Linked DNA regions of Arachis hypogaea: region 2 is linked to region 1. The links are chromatin contacts, called in public Hi-C maps. All regions are on one chromosome and are shown on one strand. Each heading gives the region's core, a stretch centred on a gene start, on an enhancer-like site or on the middle of the called end of the contact. The rest is flanking DNA. Distances are from core to core; before and after follow the strand shown.

Region 1 (3,628 bases), core at 525-3,024:
TTGTTAACATATCAAGTACCAAACTTTCTAAAAAATGGAAATATTCCTTCCTTGCCGTTCATTATATTATAGTAACATTAAATTTGCATATATGTGAAGGTATATTAGTATGTACTTAGCATTATACAAAAATATAAAAGTAACGTACTGTATAAGGGAAGACTTATATCATTAGGGTTTAGGAATATGTTACAACCTCTGTCCTTTTTCATGATTATAAGTTGATTTTCCAGCAATAGTTATATTCTGCTAATCATTATCTATTACAACCGATGGACATTAGGATAAATTAAAAGGAGTGGAAGAGAAGTTAAGGGAATTATTCAAAGCCCCAACAGAACCGGTACTGTGTCTCATTGATTTTAATATAAGCAGTTTTACCAACTCAAGTTATTCATGCTCATGACATGATCATTTCATCATTCTTTTTACAAACATTGTAATTTCATTTGAAAAAAAAAAGCTACTAGTGACTTCATAATTTTTATAGTTATGATTTAATTGAAGTTTGTCAAATAATTAAAAATAAACTCTAACATAAAATTTAATAATTTATCAAGGTATAGCACAAATACTCTCCAAGATATTTGTTTAATATTATTATTTATTCTTGATATATTAACTCTATAATTTTTTTTAAAGCCATCCAATCACATTTTTATTCGTTCTATCTTTTTCACTTTTGAATTTTAAAAAGTGTTTTAATTGTACGCTTATTAATTAGATACGCAAATATCCCTAATCTATTCAGAATTAATAAATAATGACCCGGTGTAAAAGGAGAATTTGTCAAATGAACAAACACGTAAAAAAGATACTATTTCAAATCATCCTAACTATGACACTTTATGATGAGAAAGAACTGTATAATATTTCAATCGACTATGTTATATGTACACTAAAATCAGTCTATAATAAATATATTAAAATATAAATACATAATTAAAATAAATTAAATTATATATTTATATACAAATAAATTAAAGTATTTTAGTATTTCAACCAACGTAAATCAATAGTAACTAAGTGTATGTAAGGATTTAAAGAACTTTATTTTCTTTCCTTTTTTTTACCCTCTCTAGCTTTTGCTTCTTTCTCTGGATTCAAGCTTCCCGCACGGAAATACGTAACACATGTTGATCGAATCACGTTGCATTTAATAACAAACAATGGATTCATTATTGAGCATGCATTAGTCCAAATGATCTAGATTTTCATTTGCTAGTCAACATTTTATCTATATGTTGATTTGGATGCTTATTAAAAAAATACGAAAATATAATGGGTTGAAAAGTATAATTACTTTCCCACAATTCAACAAAAATTAAATTAGCGCCTTTGTTTTACTGTGACTTTTGGTATCGACTTGATACACAATAAAGAAAATAAGAAATAATTTGGAAACAACAACTTTTTTTTGGTCCGGTGAAATCAACTCTTTTGGACTGATATTCAGCTTCGGTCTTCACCTTTTCTGTTTCTGGTAATGACCTCTTTTATTTTTTGGTAATTGAGGGGGCGCTAATGACCTCTTTTATCTTTACACTCTAGCTTTTTATTTCGTTCTTTTTTTTTTTTGGTCTGGATATATCATCTCTCTTGTGTTCGGAACAAATATGTGAACTTTTTTGTTATTAATTAACTGATATTGGTTGAAAATAAATTGTTATTTAGTTGGACAAAAAGAATATGGAAAATGACCGAAAAGAGGAACTATAATATGGGTATATGTAGTTGGGTCTTATGCTCTGAAGTTTCTGGGTAAATTGCTATCGTCTTGTTTGGAATAATTTTTTGGGCAAACTTTTTGTTCTAACTTTTTGGTACATTCTGTAATATGATTCCATTTAAGAAATCAAATGGTAGTTTGGCAAAGGAAATACCGAAATAGAATAAAGAAGTGCTATGTCCATTTTTTTTTTCCAAAAAGTCCAAAATGGTAAAAAAAACAATATCAAACTCCCACAGTCCCACTCCCACCGCCCATCAACAGAACAAAAACGAAAACAAAGGGACGAATTGAAATAAGATGGTTCTCGGGTACATTGGATGGCGGATGTTAAGAAACAAAGAATATAGGTTCCATTTGGATATTGTTTCGGGACGAAAATATAGAGACCGTGAGATGGAGACAAAAATATGGAGACAAAAACATACAAAACATGTCTTTATACCTTGTTTAGTAAAGCTCGTATTAATTTCAAGTTGTTCTTTACACCAAGTCTCTGAACAAGATCACTGAAGGGAAAAAAGTTCTAATATTATTAAAGGATTTATATCAAGCTAATAGGGTTACCTAAGTGCTCTGCTAGGATTTAGTGGAGTAATCCTAATTTCAGTTATTCTTCATCAAGTGTTAATAAAGCGATCAAGTGTCAACAGAATAATCATGGCAATGCAAATGGCTACACCAGTAGAACACCATAGAACGAAAATAGTAGAAGAAGAAATAGTGGACAGTTTTGAAGAGAATGACATTCAAGATAGTCGAGAAAGGTGCGCAAGGAGCCTAATAGAAAGATTGTTTGGAGATCAACAGTTTTCATCTGATATAATGGAGGCAGTGATACACTCATTATAAAGACAAATTGATGGATTTAAAGTGATTGATCATGGAGGAAACATTTTCAATTCTTCTGATGGATTTTCAATAACTACATCCTAAATCTAAAGAGATGGAAGGAAGCAGAATCGACTGAAGAAGTTGACTTTGCCCATGTGCCGATATGGATACAGATTTAGGGTCTCCCAGAACAGTTCAAAACAAAAGAATTGGGAGGAAGACAGGTAGCTCTTTCGATGAAGTACTACACGTGGATATTTTTAAATCCGTGAAAAAAAAAATAGCATAGTGAAAATTCAAGTGAACATGGATGTGACAAAACCACTTAGGAGATATATCAAACTAGCAGACCCTAACAATAAATTACTGGATGTAGCAATCAAATATGAAAGGATTGGCATCTTCTGTAATTATTGTGGTCATATTGGGAATGATGTACGGGATTGCAGCTTTTAGATTGAGAATTTCTTAAAAGGATAAGTTGAAGAAGAGGAATAGAGAGATTGGTTAAAAGCGGAGCAAGTAGGAAGAAGAAAGGAGATGATGAGAGAAGTAACAATTCTAAGCTGAAGACAGCAATATTAACAAGTCAAACAATCCAATCCCGGCGAATTTAATCAAATAACTAGTTGGCCTATCAATGTAGTCTCAATGGAAAAGGGGGAGTGAGGAAGGGGAAGAAGTGATAAACAGAGCTTTAATACAATCAAGAATACAAACAATCAATAAAACTAAACAACTTGACTCTTTATCAAACACAAAAGAAAATACGGGAGAATATATTTAGGAAGATAGAAGAAAGGTTAATGGGTTAGTGGAACCAGCATGTTTTACTTTTGGCCAAACCAACCAGCAACCAAACCAAAATGCGAAGAAAAAATAGAACCTAAAGCAACTAGTAAGAAGGGAGATTATCAATATTTCTGGTGTTAAAAGAAAAGCACAAAGAGAGAAGGGGCTAGACAATCAAAAGAAACAATGTTCAGAAGAGAACGCAATTGCTGAAGAGGGAAAAGGGTGCCATCCCAAAATGGGCACCTAATGAGTCATGAAGATGGTGATGTG
Region 2 (3,312 bases), core at 374-2,873, 42 kb before region 1:
GCCTCCAAAAGAGTCAGCCATATGTGAAACTCTTGAAGTGTTGTTGGACGTAATTAGCCAAGTTGACAGTTGTTGGAGTCGAAGCTGCTACCTGCTAGGCTGCGATGTGGGTTGGTTATGATAGGCATGTAATGGGCCAATTTTTTTTTTTGTATGGATAGTGAGAGAGATATCTTTTAGACTAATATCATTTTTCCTCTTTAATATCTCCAACTAATCATATCTTGCAGCAGAGGTCCAGCACAGATGGTTTAACTATCTGCCTTATACAGCGCTGCACCTGGGTTCTAGTCCCAGCTGAGGTTGGTTGTTGGTTTAAGGAATCCATAATATCCAATTATCCATGGTAGTGTGTGAGTTCTAGTCCCAGCTGAGGTTGGTTGTTGGTTTAAGGAATCCATAATATCCAATTATCCATGGTAGTGTGTGAGTGTGTTGTGTGTGTAACATAGGTGTAATGCTTAGGATTGGAAGCTGTCCAATCCACTTGATCAAAAAAAAAAAAAAAACTAATCATATCTTTTCCTAATTGTTTATGATATTGACTTACACATCACGCAGTGAGAGATTCAAAAATTTTTAACTTTATTATTATAAAATATAATCAAATTTCAAATTATTTGACTAATACATTAATTTAAAAAAACATAATTTAAAATAATAAAATATTATTTAAAATTTTTTATTTTTTATTTTATATTTAAAAAGATATAAAATAATTTTTTATTGTCAATATAATTAAATTTTTTCGTTTTAAGAAATAAAATTTTTTAATGTGAAAAAATAATATCTCAGTCACTATTATATTTATAATTTTTTATAACATGTGAATTTGCTATCTTAATTTAAATTTGATTAAAATACCATTTTTTTATTTTATCAATCTCTTTTTTTTAAGATGCATAATCTTTCTCTTCCTATATATACTAATAAATAATTATTAAAATAAAATTTATTTTTCATATAATTATAAAATCAAAGTAAAAAGTTCTTTCAACTATATATCATTGTCAAAATAAAAGTTAGCTTCAAAAACAAAAATATCAATAGATAAACATACATATCATTTCTAATTTTAAACAATTTTAAAAAATAACACAAATTCTATTTAAGTTTGATAATTGATATTTAGATTGTATATAAATCTAATAAAGAGTTATCAACTTAATTATTAAGTTTTAAAGTTGAATTACAAAAACTCTAATAAATAAAATTGAAATAATTATATCACTTTTTTGTTATAAATACTAAATATATATTTTTTTAAATTTTTTGTTCTTGTTTAATTAGCTCATAAGTAACCTATGTTTAATCCTCCATAAATACTATCCTTCAAAAATTTATTGTAACATTGATCTCAATTAAAATATTTCTAGGACAACTCATTATTAGAATAAATTAATTGAATAAACCTACATCAATATGATAAACTTAGCCCCTTTTTTTGTATTATTCTCAACTCTTTTTATATTTTTGGGTAATATAAGACAACTTTAACTAATTTCTTAGGCCACAAAAAAAAATTATACTCCAATATTAAAAAAGAGCCCCATTACTTTGGCCCAATCCACACAAGCTAAGCAATTAATGCTCAGGCCAGCAGGCCTTCTCCACTCTATAGCTAGCTGAAACGCAAGCTGATCATACTAGATTTAGTGGTAACTATATTTACGTTACTAGAAGGTGTATCGGATTCAAATTCTATGTCTAAGAAGTTGATATATAAAACCCATTGAAAAAGAAAAGGAGATGTTTGTAAAGGTACTTGACCAAATAAAACAAAAAAGCCAATCATACTTAAGCCACGTTGACAACCATACCACCAGACTTCAGAAACAACATTTCAAACTTTTTTTTGGGTTAACAGAACAGCAAAGACAGTCCTCACCGTATTTTACATGTTAGGTGAGTTCTATGGTGTAGAAAGAAAAAAATTTCTACACCTATAGATATGTGTTAGTTCATTGGAGAGTTTGACAAGTGTTTAAAGAAGGAAACAAAGTTTATACTCTTTGTAGGAATGATATAAAAAAATTCTCTTTTTTATATAGAATTTAAGTGAGTAATTATTTTCATTATGACTAATTACGTTGATATAATAATAGACCTCATCATAAATTGAATTTCTGTTTTATTATTGTTCGAAAAATAATGACTCAGTTTAAGCTATTAACCATTTAATCTAAATTTATTTTTTATTTACAAAATATATAGTAAATTATTTTATATAGCAATATTGTTTAAAAATAAAGGGTTGTATGATATCTAATAAAAAAAAATATTTGTGGCATAAGTTTTATATTATTAAATTGTCTTAAAAGTATGTTTACCGTCACAAAATTTAAAAATTGTAAATAACAATATAATAAATAATATTTTTTATTGTTAACTTTTAATTTAATTAAACGTATTTAGTGAATTTAGATGTTAGCAAAAATTAGTGTAATTTATTTTATTTTAATAATAAAAAGATCATTAAGTATGTATTGCTCATAATATAAAAAAAATTAATTACAAATGGATATTATTAGTATGACTAATTATGTAATATGTGAGTCATATTTCTAGAATACATTACGATTGTATTTTGGCTTACAATATAACACATTGAATATATTTTTTATTTGGAGCTTATTTATTCCATTGATTTCTATGATTTTATGAAATTTTTAATTAAGTTTTTATATTTTTTTTAATTGAGTCTTTGCTCTAAAGTTTTTTTAATTAAGTCTCTATACGGTAAAAAAGGACCTAATTAAAAAAAATTAATGCAGAAACCAAATTAAAAAAATATAAAGACCTAATTAAAAATTTTACAAAATTATAGAAACCAACAAAATAATTAAATTTTTATTTGGATTTAACAAAGTTTACTATAATAGTAATAACAATAATAAATATGGATTAAAAATAAAAATAATAAGTTAGTTTATTAAAAGATTAAAATGATTCAAAGTTCAAACAAAATAAAATATATAAACTGAAGCCTTTTATTGTAGTTGTTAAAGATCGATAAAAAAATAATTTTGTGGTGAGGTTTATCATCTTACTAAATTTAATTTTAATTAGTATAATTACTCAATCAAAATTTTGACCAAACCACTTGCAGAAAAAACAAGGCCCTTGTACTTCTCCTGTAAAGAGTACAGATTTTGTCCCCCTTTAAACACTTGTCAAGCTCTTCAATAACCAACACATATTTATAGGTATAGAAATTTTTTTCTTTCTACACCATAGAACTCACCTACATGTTAACATCTTTATATAAAGAATTTCTATCTACATCACAGGCTTCCATATATTTAATTCATT

What was found. A called contact is a pair of places that touch in the nucleus more often than the background predicts.
Region 2: a contact with region 1 is called in a Hi-C map of leaf, with 2.1 times the contacts expected there. The contact joins two enhancer-like sites. A contact is called at or near these places in 3 of 8 Hi-C or Micro-C datasets (leaf and an unstated tissue).

The regions. Positions count from the first base shown.
Region 1 is chr5:102,796,832-102,800,459 of arahy.Tifrunner.gnm2.J5K5, reverse strand. No RefSeq gene overlaps it. Among protein-coding and RNA genes, the nearest start is that of LOC112802371, 30 kb to the left of the region's middle. Within about 2 kb of position 1,774, at least 3 of the 3 cell types and tissues checked have open chromatin away from gene starts, as enhancers often do.
Region 2 is chr5:102,839,027-102,842,338 of arahy.Tifrunner.gnm2.J5K5, reverse strand. No RefSeq gene overlaps it. Among protein-coding and RNA genes, the nearest start is that of LOC112802371, 12 kb to the right of the region's middle. Within about 2 kb of position 1,623, at least 3 of the 3 cell types and tissues checked have open chromatin away from gene starts, as enhancers often do.